Regions from separate parts of the Zea mays genome. Here region 1 is linked to region 2. A link is a contact called in public Hi-C data. All regions are on one chromosome and are shown on one strand. Each heading gives the region's core, a stretch centred on a gene start, on an enhancer-like site or on the middle of the called end of the contact. The rest is flanking DNA. Distances are from core to core; before and after follow the strand shown. Region 1 has its middle 26 kb from the start of LOC109943123. Region 2 holds the start of LOC100284636 (aprataxin).

Evidence for each region. Hi-C and Micro-C count contacts between places; a contact is called where the count stands out from the background.
Region 1: a Hi-C map of tassel shows a contact between it and region 2, with 1.9 times the contacts expected there. The contact joins the enhancer-like site here to the promoter of LOC100284636 in region 2. A contact is called at or near these places in 3 of 25 Hi-C or Micro-C datasets (bundle sheath, ear and tassel).

Annotation. Positions count from the first base shown.
Region 1 is chr10:135,662,468-135,669,069 of Zm-B73-REFERENCE-NAM-5.0, forward strand. No RefSeq gene overlaps it. Among protein-coding and RNA genes, the nearest start is that of LOC109943123, 26 kb to the left of the region's middle. Within about 2 kb of position 4,989, at least 14 of the 20 cell types and tissues checked have an H3K27ac peak or open chromatin away from gene starts, as enhancers often do. A contact at or near this core is called in ear and tassel, where this site is marked.
Region 2 is chr10:135,520,524-135,527,341 of Zm-B73-REFERENCE-NAM-5.0, forward strand. It overlaps LOC100284636 (aprataxin), which reads right to left and starts at 4,073. Exons shown (of 6, transcript NM_001157531.2): 1 at 3,688-4,073; 2 at 3,546-3,592; 3 at 2,352-2,428; 4 at 2,168-2,234; 5 at 1,767-1,844; 6 at 1,493-1,692. The coding sequence starts at 3,822. The coding sequence ends at 1,590.

The sequences.
Region 1 (6,602 bases), core at 3,739-6,238, 140 kb after region 2:
GATTGTATTTGGTTGTGAGTTATCGTTAGTGCATTGTTTTGAGATATTGCAAGAGTTTGGCACTAGGTGGTTAAGTTGCAAACCAACATGCTTGTTCACGTAGAGGTTGCCACTTCTTATATGGTTTGATGCCTTGTGAGCTCTATTGAAGCCTGCTTGAAGGTTGTGTGCGCCTTTGGAGAAGGCTTTCTATGAGGTGTTGTGCTTGCCCCGTGGTAGATCGCGAAGAACAGCTCTATTAGAAAACAAGGTCTGAAGAGTACCAAGTGGCCCGATCGGATCAAAGCGCCGGAGCTGCTTGTGTGAGCATCGTTTGAGGGAAGAGTTTGAGCGTGAGGGCCTTGGACATGCTATGATGCCAGCGGCGCTGATTCATGTCGTACCGTCTAGATAGGAGTTGGCGATAACAGAGGGCAACAGGAGGAGGGATGAGCCATGGTAAGCTTGAAGGTTAGAGTCGAACGAGGCAACTGGAGAGGTAAAGAGGACATCTAGGTATGAGAACATTTGCGAGTGTCCATGTTTGTGAATTAATGAGTGAGAGACCCGCTACAACCCCGATGGAACGACCTAAATTACATGTTTGCAGGGTCGAACGACTAGCGGTATTGGTTACATGGCTCTTTCTGCAAGATTCATATTAGAAGATTGGGCTTCTATTTGGTAAAAGAAGAACAAAAATAACTAATATTTCTAACTAACTAGGATCAATAGCACAAGACATGATTTTGTTTGGTGTTACCAGATCTAGGCTTTAACATATCCAACTCCTTAGCAAATACAAACTAGCAGAGAATTTGATTGAGTACGGAAGCATATCAACGGCTGACGAATTGCATAAACCGGATAAAAAAGTTGACATATAAATATAAACTAGTCAGATGCTCGTTCATTGCTACGATTTCTATATGTCATGTGACTTTGTTTTAATAAAATACAAAAAATATTGGTTATGTGGGTATGAATGTGGAGCCAACGACTAAGGTTCAAACCACCACTTGTGGATAATTTTACCTTATTTTTCCATAACCGTGGAAACTGATGAGCATGGATGTTGAAGTTGATGTTTGGACCATGGGTTGGATTAGAAAACTTATAGGGATTTTTTTACAAAAGGGATGACGGTGGAAACCAGAAAAATTGGTGCCCTATAATAGTAGAGAAGAGAAAGTGAAACATTAAAGAGAGTTTTGAATTGGAGATTATCTTGATTGTTTGCGGTGATTTTGTTCCCGTTGTGGCAGAAAGTGGTGGTTCTCATAGTTGTGGTAAAGTTTTCTTGTCAGGGCCTTGTAGCCTAGGACACATCAATTTACATACAAAAGGGCTTAAGCTGAAAAAATCTTCGACAACTCAGAAATGTGCCCCATCGATTGTTCAATGGCTCAACGTGGTTGGAAGAGTCCATCTAAATACTCAGTGTTCCTTAAAAATATAACTACAGTAGGTAAAATGTAAACACCTAAAATATTTCTAAAAGAACTATGTGCATTTCGAAGATTGGTCGTTATGCGACATTGACTATTAAATTTCAAGCAAACATGAAAATATCATGGAGAAAGAAGTTGTTATTTTGAATGGCAGTACCAAGAATTATCGGCAAACTAGCAGCAACAACAACAACAATAAGGTATATGATATTTTTCCTTCATCTATGTGAATTCCGTCTTTAAATTTTATAAGCAAGTTAGTTGACAATATTGTGTGGCTTTATAGGCCACAATTTTCCCCATTTTCTCTTAGAATACGACTATGGAAGTGCATAAATGTCCTTTAGCGGGATAACTAGAACTGTCATGCAAATATTCCTCTTTGACCTAGTTATTAGTCATAATCCAGTTGGAATCTATCGGAGGTATCAACTTTGATAATATAGATGAATGTATCATGCATTCAAAATCAGAAGGATAACGTAAACGACATAAATATATACTGATTCAAATATTAGGTATGTTCAATTAAGAGTATAGCTCTTATCTCGTATAGTGAAGTTTACTAGAGCGCTAGTGGCTAGTTGCATATATAATGTAGTCTAAAAATATGTATCGTGGATTCAAATATGTTTTATAGTTGATTACAAGAAAACTTAAATAGAAGAACGACCATATCTTTTAGAAGTCATCGTCCAATCTCTATGTGGTAAGTTACTTGTCCATCATGTCTATCGATGTACCCTCGTTTGATTAGGCCTCATCTTCGCTAACCTAATGTTAATGGGCCCTTGTTCAAGTGGTGAGTTGTCCTAGGTCCATATGATTGACATTATATCCCAAGGACTTTGATGTCAGGCTAGTTGACTGATTCAATCCTTTGAGTCCTCCAAGCGCCTGCGCGTTGATGCAACCTTCATCTTCCACTTATTGCACATCATTAAGTCATGCTATAGATAATGATGAATGATCAAAGAAATCTTCCAAACACATGTGTGTTGATGCATCCTCTCTTGTACAAGCATAATCGACTTCGATTTAGGGATAAACCATTGTCGGGTATGATCTTATCTTATACTCATAAGGACTTTGTTATTTATACATCTCATAATCATCGATATGTCTTTGTTCCTGTACACGTATCCAATGTAACAAGCTATATCAATAGCTAGAAGGAATCACCTCTAAAAGCTATGGAACAAAGGAGGTCATCGAGTTTTGTGTTGACTTTATTCCTAGATTTAAATCGATTGATGTTCCTCAATTGTGGCATGAGGTGAGGCTAAGTGCATAGGGCACAGTAGGAAGGAAAGCAATAATTAGAATGAATAAAGATTATTTCCATAAAGCACGCTGCTCGGTTATGCAAAACATCTCCTGGATGGCTTTGTATATTTAGGAACACAAGAATATTCTATACTTTGACTTCCCAAGGGAGCCTATAGCCCAAATTATGCGTCGACATATGAAAACTTTTTATGGTTGGTTGCGAAAAATTTTCGCGACAATGACATTGTTGATAAACAAATATACTTGTTGTCTTGGAGACCATATTGCAATATCTGGACATTGCATGAGTATGAGATAAATGAGACTGTTTTGTACAATAGCACAACTTAAAAGAGCACAAACCAAAACAGTGGAGTTCACATATATGCATGTACCTAAATGGGAATAAGAAAATATATTATGGTTACGTAGAAGAGGTATGGGAAATTGACTAAGGACCTTGTTTAGGGTCTCTTTGTTTTGGTGTCAATGGGTGAAGCTGTCCGGATCGGAGGGGGTAACAATGGACCAGCTGTGAAAGATGTGACTAAGGTTTTCTATGTTAAGGATATGTCTACCAAACTGAAGAATGGGAAAAAACAAGTTACACGACAAACCAAAGCATTGTATAGTTCATTCAAGGAAAAGAAACATTGTAGGCAATCAAGGGCAAGTCATAATCGAACACGTGAGAAGATTATGATGAAAATGACAAAAATCAACCCTTCACAATTAACACTAACCCAACCATTCTACTATAACAAGAATGGTCCATGGTTATGGAGCAATCATAACCAAGTGACATATGTTAATAAAAGTTTATTATTGTTCCTTCTCAATAATGATGTTTAATAATGCATTAGATTTATTATACAATAATTATAAAGTAGTTTTATGGAACCCTAAATACAACTCCTAAGTTTCCATAGCTGTGGTGAATTTTGTTGTATGTGCCTTAAAAATTCATGCTTTTATGTGCCACAAATTAAGGAAACACTACGTTTTAGATTTTTGCTATTTTCTATAGCTTTGATGATTTTTTGTTTAGCGATACAAAGTGCTTAAATGTTGAATTGACGCTACCCTAGAAACAATCCAAAATGTTACCAAACTTTTGTATTGGGTCTCATATGGCTCAATGAACTAATTTTGTTGTACGTGTAAGAGAAACTATTTTATTTTGAAAATGTAATTTAACCTCGTTTCTCCATTTTATCACAAAGTAAATGCAATAATAACCAAAATTAACTAAAGATCGAAATTTTTGTGTGGATCCATGCTTTAAGTCTAAATGCATGCAAAAAAGTAAAAATTTAAACACTAGCGTATCTCTTCTAATATATAAAGCGTCAGTTCCACGCTCATCTGTTCCCTTGACCTCTCCATGCTCTCCACATTTAAATGGGAAAAGGCTAAAATTATATAGAAATGATGATTCGAACCATGGTTGTTGCCTCTAAACCCATATTCACACTCATGCGGCTAATATAACACACATATCATTTTGTTTTATACTTTATATTCAAGCATAAATGGAAAGTGAAGTGTTTGTGCCATTTCATGAATACTCACTACAACTCCTAAGTTTCCATAGCGCTCGTGCAATTTGATAATATTAGTGTTAAATAGGACAAATTTCAGAAACTTTCCATTTCAGTGTGTGAAATAAGGGAAGCGTAGGTTTTTTCATGGTCAAACCTGGAATTTTATCAATTTGTTGTATTAGCAAAATATTGGACTAGTTGTTATACAGCTCGCTAGCCAATTATAATTAATCTAGACAATTTTTAGCGTTGTTAGAAGTTAAACTGTCATATCGATTTCAGTTACAAGACCTGATCAAGATGCTCTACAAAACCATTATCGCAGCAGCACACTTCTGCAACTAATTCCTATATAGTGTGTTTTCCATCATCCATTATTTGCTCGCGTCACGGGCTGCAGCGCGCTGGTCTGAAGAAGCGCCAAAAGGCAGGCCTGGTCTCGATCGAAATAGTGGCCGTTCCGGCGGCTCGCGCGTCGTGTCGTCCACACGTACGGCGAGGACGACATGACATGACAGTTCCGATGCTGCTGCAATGCAATGCAACTGTGCCTTGCAACATGGCAGCCGAAAAACAGCAATCATTGACCCAAGAGAGGGAAACCACGATCCAAATCGTCGCGGCACGCGTCGAATCAATCCGTTCGATGCATGTAACCGGCGGAGGAGCAACTAGTAGTACTCCCTGGGACGGTGACTGGGGACTGCCGGGCGGTGGCGAGTGGACAGGTGAGAGGATCGGAGCAGCCCGCGCGCTACAGAGCGGGGAAAGGAAAAGGAGAGCAGGGCCTAGGGTAGAGGGTTAGGTCGCAGCAGTGCTGCTACGGCAGGCCGCTAGTAGCTCCAGACGACGTATGGAAATGGTCGCACCGTTATGCCCCTGTACGGCTGTACAGCTGTACTCTGTACGTAGACGATGGCGCATGGCACCAGATCAACGTGCTTGCCAGTTAAGCACCCCGGCCGGGCTAGGGCTAGCCGTCGTCCTGCTCAGCTTCCTCGCGGAGCAGATCAAGGACACGCTCGTGACTCGTCCATATGTCGTCCTCGATCTGCTCGCCACCGTGAGCGGTCGCAGTACGTCGTCGGGCACGGTAGAGGCATTTCGCGCGCTTCTCCAAGCGTGCCGGATCGTCCAATCGTCTGCCACATACCATATTATCGTGGTGCATGCTTGCGGCAAAGTTTGAGCTCGTCCATGGCAGAAGAGGATGGATGACGCTCAAGATCGGCGCCGGTTTCTGCGCGGTCATGTTGACCTCAGCTGTCGCGATCCGCTGCTCTGTACTGGCGGCGGCTGGATCGACCAGGGCACGCCCACGCAGTAGTTATACTAGCTCGTAAGTGATATGTTATGCCTGCTTGTGGATTGTACGAGATCAAATTATAAAAGATTTTGATTTTTTTTGGAATTTAAACTTACTCAATCACAACCAATTAATATGGATTGAGTTCAAAACGAACAAGCTCTTATACGGTGGTTTGCTATGCTACTCTATGGACTGTCCATCATGATAGAAATACTTGCTATGGTACTCTAACTATATATAGACTGTACATCATGATAGATACTCCCTCCGTTTCTTTTTGTTTGTCGCTGGATAGTGTAAAATTGCACTATCCAACGACAAATAAAAAGAAAAGGAAAGGAGTATGCTGGAAGAATATTATGACACGTTATCATCTAAGAGGTAATAGGTCACCGTATTTTTCTAGAGATATTTTATGGAAAACTAACTAACCAACAGTTCTATAATATGACCAGCTGATAGGCTTCTGCCTCTTTCGTCCCCACACGTGATCTAAATCGCCATGCCCTTTAAGTCTGCAACAACCATATATAATTTGCAAAGGTAAGGTACATGCATGTTGTAGCACGTCGTTGCTTTTTAGTGCATGAGGAGATACTATCATACTATACGTAATTTGATGCTGATGAAAAGAAAACATTCAACCTGATGTGGCAATCTTTGGTACACATTTTTGGTGGACTCTGAGTGTTGTGTTGTTTCAATAATTAATTACAAACCTTGAACGTGTATGCATGGTAAATTCCCTCAAACTGTAACTTTTCCCTAGTAATAATGGTATGACATGCATGTATGCATATGCAGTGCGCTTGGAAACTCCATAATTTTAGAAAGTATACTGTCGGTAGTACGTTTGGAAACTTTATAATTTCATGTTTTTATTATGAAGTCTTCCCACACTGCTACGGCGACCGGGGGAACCCGGTTAATAGAATTTTTTTAAAAAAATCATTTTTACATTACAATCAACGGCAATGATTTGATTCATATATTACCAGTTCACCACATATCAATCCCTGTACTGGGCTGTGAGCGCGGGAGGGTGTGGCC
Region 2 (6,818 bases), core at 2,823-5,322:
GATCCATTTTCTTTTCATTTCTTTCTCCCTCTCTCTCTTTTTGCCGAGAGATTCTGATATTTGCCATCAGCAAGAAATAAGTTTGTAAAATTATCATTAGACCCACATTTTATAGACCCAGCTGGACCCACAATTCATAAACACAATGGTAATTATAACAAGAAGACAACATTGTGAGTGACAAAAATCCAATTATCTCCTTTTTGCCAATTGCCATGACACTTATAGTTAATTATATTATTATAACTCTTATATATAATTAATAATCAGTTCTACCTTCTGCAAATCCACTAGTTATTAAGCCTTTTTTTTGTCCCTGACGAGGTAATTTATGGTCCTTTCAAATTTGTGCTCTAATTAAGTTATGGTATTTTTATCATGGTATTTATATCTCGGACAAATATGTCATAAGAATATTTCTCCGTAATCTGTAGCGATTTTCTTGTCATGTTGGAGCATACTTTGTCATGAGGTTGGAATAATTTTTTCCTAAACATATAACATTTCTATTCGGCTGACTTTTTTTATTGAACTGTTGCTGCAACTATTGCCGAGTCGTAGATTCACTGTTTTTTTTGGCTGGGCAGCCGAACGGTAACACGGAGCTGCAACATTTTTCCACTGATGAAGCTACAGTGCGCAAATCCACGGATCCTACGCAGCCACCCAAACAACAGCAGGACGCGGCCGTGCTCAAGCCGCAGGACGCAGGACACAAAAAGGTCGTTCAACTGTGCAGCCGTAGATTTCCTGCAGCCCAATCGTAGATTTCCTGTGCTGCCTTGCAAGTGCAGACGTAGATTTCTTTACAGGTGAATTCCTTTTTTTTTTAAGAATTTGATTGACAATGAAATCACTCGCTAGTACTGACGGAAACTAGAAGGAAATTGTGAGTTACAATTGTGTCTAGCTCTTCCTGTCTTGTTCATGTGGTTCTTGTTTTAATGTATTGGTGTACATTATAACTGCATTATTTCACTCATGCATTGAAGTGGTAAAATTAGGCGTACATGTAACAATAAGACATGACGGTAGTAACAGTATTGTAAGGCAAAAGCACACAGATAACTATCGTAGTTTCCATTATTTTATATTTTAATTATGAGGAGAAAAATCTACTTCTCTTTAGTTAACAGTGATACCATAGGCTCATATAGCACATATGCTTCTTAGTTCATCACATTCTTCGTCCAAGTACTACTTAACTTCCTAACTTAACAACTACCACACAGTTCTTAAAGTTAAAGCACGAAGAATAGATAGGCTATGATTTCTTACCTACTGAAGGCATCAAGTAACTTCCCTTGCATATTGGGGCGATGGACGCTTATTTAAATTTGAATATATATCCACGGAATGAAAGCTCAGTTTAACTTCTAGAGTGGTTAGTTTCATTGAGTTCAACATTACAGATCTAGTCTTTGAGAAGTCCAAACAGTGAATACAATACACAATACGCGTCAGCTGATTACAGAAGAGGGAAGAGAGTAAATACTCACATAAATGTACTGATTGTGATTGACCCATAAATAAGAGTACAAAATAATGCAAATAAGCAGGGATAGCAGGTATCAGTAAAAATATTGATGCTAACTGTATGCTTCTGCTTCTGGTTTTATTCTTTCCAATAGCTTTTCTGCTGCGATAAACCCCCCTAAAGGTCCCAGAGGGGTATATTTTACTTGCCTCCAACTGTCATATGAAGTGGCGCAAATAATTTTAGATGGCAATTAAATCTCTGATTCAAAGTATCAGTCTTACTTTACCTGGGGATAAATGGCAGTGCCAGGCAATGAAGATGAAGGTGATCAATACTATTAAATGGGGGCTGATGGAACCCAAACCTACAATGCAGACTACATACGTAAGAGAAATGACAGTAAACAATGTTGAATAAGTATTTTGACTCTTGAGATATGCTTCCCTTGTTCCAAATTGTAAGTCATTCTGACTTTTCTACAAACATAGCTTCTCTATGCATCCAAACATAATTGATATCTAGATGCGTAGCAAAACCTATGACCTTGAAAAGCCGGAACGACTTACAATTTTGAACGGAGGAAGTATTAATATAAAGTATTAAAAATACTGCCCGTGTATGAGATAGCTTTGGAGAAGGTATGCAACACAAAAGATCATATATGTTCCATTTGGTCTTTGGCAATACCTGTGTTCCTCAGAATTTGGAGCATCTTGATTGAGGAAGTCTTTCCCCACCTTCACCATGTGGCTCACTGAAAAACAATAATAAAAGAAATGCAACAGCTTCAGATCTGGCTTGCACTACAATGAATAGTGAAATGCAACGTCAAGCCAGGTTCATATGATGAAAGAAGCCAAAGAGTACCCACCTAACTGGTGATCATCTTTGGTTTTGCGGAGGCTATTTACAGTTGGTATATGATCAATGGGTATGACAAGATAGTGCCTACAAATATCGCACACATCACTAAACAAATATTCAACAAATAAATTTGTTAATTGCTACAGTAGAAGTACAAGCACTCAGAAAAATAATATAACAAAGGCTTATAGTCCCAAGCAAGTTGGGGTGGGCTGGAGATGAAGCTAAGCAAGAAAAAAGATGAGGATGAACAAAGTACAATGAGGTACTAAAATAGTAATAATGAATAGATAATTTCTTCTGGTTGTGAATAGAACTGAGCTCATGTTCTAGCCCTGTGAGTAAATCATGTGAAAAATCGCGCTAGCATGTCTGACGGTTATCACACACAAAGCCAGCAAGAACCACAAGAAGACTTCAATGTACCACGCTGTTTGCATCACTATGGCATCATGTACTTCTCACAAACTATTATGTTTCAATTATAAACCAACTATGCCATTTACAAAGATATACTGTATCTTGTCCCAGATATGTAGTAAAATGTATGATATTTTCATGTGCGCATATTACTTTCCTGATAACTTCTAGCAAGGAAATGTGATGCTTCTGCTCATATGAACGAAGAAGTTTCATATACATGAACATGAACTTGTGTACATCACCTCAGCATTACTACTAGTAGCCCTCAAATGTCCAAAGGAGCACTTATGAGTTAGTATTTGAAACGATACTCTAACTTATATAACAATTAAGGTGAGACTGATATAGATGGCGAGAAGACAGAAGTACTGCCAGCTGATAAGTGATAAGGAACAACATATTTTTTATGTGTCAGTGAAAGTGAATGAAAACAATGGAGACATAGTCTATAAAAAAGTAAATTGCTGAGGACAACCCACTAATAACTTTAGGATCACGTAGTAATACTTCGAAAAACAACAAGTTTGTAAGGGCTTAAGGCAATCAATTAAGTGAGACACGCAAAGAACGTAGCAGCCTAGCACAAAAAAAAAAACTCGAATCGAATACTTCCACCTTTCCCTGCAACAAAAAATGCGTTGTTTGCAATGCTCACCAGGTGTTCGATGAAATGAACCCATGCCCTAGTTCGTCCGATGACCCGTAATGCGACATCTAGATCAATCCAAGCAACAGGGAGCTGTACAAACGAAATGAACACCAACTCCTAATCGAGTACCTGAACGCCGACGGGTTGATGTCGCGGAACGCCACGACCTTATCATCCTGCGCACAGGAGAGAAAAAAAAGAGGGGATTTACATTTTCTGCAGCCAAAGCGGCACTAGATCGAAGGTGATACGTGAGACAGTGGTACGGAACGGAGTAGAGGAGAGCGGTGGTGGAGGCGGGGGCGCCGCGGACGATCTCGCAGAACACGCACCCGTCGACCATCGGCGCCCGTTCCGACATCTTCCTGGCCACACGTCTGCCCCCGAAGCAGAAAGTCTTCCTCATGGCGTCCCCCCTCCCCCGCGTGTTGGTAGGGGAGTAGGTGGGAGTAGGATGCCGACCGACCCGGGGTGGACTTGATCTATTCAACAATGACGCTCTCGGACGCGGCGGCCGGCTTGGGGTCCGGGATGCCGCCGTCGTGTCGGCTGTCGGAGTCGAAGGCGAGTTCCGGGATGCCGCCGTGTGTGTGATTTCCACAGCCCAGGAACTGCAGGCAGTTAAGGCCCACTTAATGCTATTGTGTTCATTGTGTTGAGCTCAATGAACAGGCTCTCGAGGCCCTATTAGGCTACTCACAATGAGGATTTCATGTCTAAAAAATGTCACATCAGATTTGTGGATGAATGAAATATCCTCTCTCAATAGAGAGTTTCATCTCACTATTTCATATGTCAACATACTTCTTAAATGTTGCATATAAATAACCAATACGATTTACTCAATTATATGAGGATGAAACAAAACACTCTCAGCGGAGGTTTCACACAGTTTCCAAGATATTGGAAACGAGTTAACATGGTTTCATCCCCATGAAACTCCATAAAACTCTTCCTTCTTAAATGATATGACATATCATCCAAATAGCTGATGTGATAGACTAATTAATACATGAAACACCACATGAAACCTCCATTGTGAATAGCCTTAAGATCTACCAAAGCATTTTTTGTAGTTTTGATAAAATATTATGGCATTTGAGAAAACTGAGATACCGTAAGTCATAAAGCGTTCGGTTTAATTTACAGTTTTCGATAGTACAATATCCTCAAAACTATAGTTTTTTAAGAGTTTTAGATGTTAAACTCAGAAGCAAAGTTTTAGGTCAGTCGCGTCTCCTCCTCGATGCACTCACCTCTGTGTTGGCTTGTTCTCTCTTGCCGGGCAACCAAACAACATACGATTTCAAAAAAATAGCACGGTTTAACTAGAGTAAAATGTAAACCATGGTATTTTTAAAATGGTAGTGTTGAAAACCTCACTACCAAAAGAGGCCCTAAGTAGGTATTGTCTCATTAGGTGGTAGTGTCAACCGCATAAAAATATAGCTATTGAATGTTGATGAATACATAAATGCAAGGTTGTTCGTTTTAGATTAAAGTCGGTTGTTGAACTGTTGTAGATGCAATTTATAAAAAGCAAAAATACTGAATAGAAGTTAGTATAAATTAAAACCAAACGAACAGGTTCAAGGGTGGAGTGAGAAAACTTCCCATCCCACCATTACGTAGTATGTAGCAAATTTAACTTTCACTTGTATCTCACGATTGAATAGGACGGAGTATACAACGTACGTAATGACACTTGACACTTAACGTAACTTAGCCCTAACAAGGTACGCTTCCATGGCGAGGGAGCTTCACCAACCGTGACTCCGTGAGCCACGAGTTATCAAGAACTTGACGAGATCGGTAGGTTTTAGCGTCAGGTACGTGGAATAATGTGTGAGGATGTCTGAGGTCAGTGGTGTGGCAAGTATTTGCGACTGAGCGGAAGGGATACCCACCGTTCCCCAACGACTTCTACTAGAAAGAACTTCTAGATACGATAATGGTGTGAGACTAACGAGATATTTCCCTAGCCAACACTTTTTATCAAATTCATCTTTTGTTGGGGACTTATTCTTAAATACTATGAATTAAGAACAAGGCAACATAAAATGCTAAATATAAATGCTCTTCGTCCGCCGATGCATTATTTCCACAAGGGTTAAATGTATCTTCGGACGAAGGTCAAAAGCATAATGTTACGAAACAAAACTTATAAAGATAACAAAAATTAATATAAAACATGAGACGATAAAAACAAATACATTAGTAATGAATAACGTCATTCACATGTTTAACTATATGAACTTAAGGTATTTGAATACAATGTTTAGGTACATTAATACCTTTGCCTTGACAAGTAAAAATTCCCGAGTGATGCTTTAGCAATTACAGGAATGCGTGAACAGTAAAGGAATACTGTTCTCTATTTATAAGCACAGGACACAGCCTGTGAGAAATTACAATAATGCCCCTCATAAAAGTTTACAACAATGACTCAGACCCTTATAGACTAAAAGGTCATTCCATCTTTAAGTCGGTTCGACCCTTCATCTTCGGATATGCTGTAATACCGAAGCTTCATGAATGATACCTTCGGCGTCACGTATGAGCAGCTTCAGCCGAAGCTGTCTCTTTCTGCAGGACCTTCGGCGACGAAGCATGGTCCCAACAGTAGCCCCTTCGCGGTGCTAGATCGTTTTTCGTAACGAGCTTGATCCGTGAAAAAAGTCTCTTAGGCTTCGGGAAGCCGAAGGTCCGAAAAACACCTTCCTTGAGCTCGTTGTCGAGAAACGATACAGCTTTCAAGCGCGTAGCGGTCCCACCATGCAGGTTCACTATTTTGGTTTTTGCGGCCCACCGTTCAGCGGGTGCGAGCAACTGTTTGCCCGGTGTAAAAATCCTGACGATTCACCTTCTTACCTGCAGCACTATATAAACAGACGAGTAGGTGTGAAGTTACCACAGCATTCATTGCACTGTTTTGCTGCCAAAATTTTTAACCATAGCCGAAGCTTGATTTTCACATTCAAACGAAGCTCCAATTTGGTGTTTGCTTCGTTAGAGAAAAAGCTTCGGAAGAAAAGGTTATTGTTTTCCAAGAAAATTTTCAAGAAATTCAAGATTAAATGGCCAGAGTGCGCTCTACAGCTAGAGTTGAGCGCGAGGGAGACGAAACCGAAGGTGTAGAAACTGTTCCTATCTCTGAGGCGATGAAGCGATCTGGATTGATGACATCAGAAGACATCCCTGCTGCTGAAGCAGAACAAGCAGATATTGAGGAGGTTGATACTGACGGTGATTACAATATCGCAGTACCAAGTAAGCCTAGTCATCTGGACTTCGGGAAGTCGACCATCTCGAAGGCTGATTTCCCAAAGATGGTGAAGTCGGGCTACTTCAGCGAAGATGAGAAAAAGATGATTCGCTTTGGTGGAGAAGAGGTTACCCCGA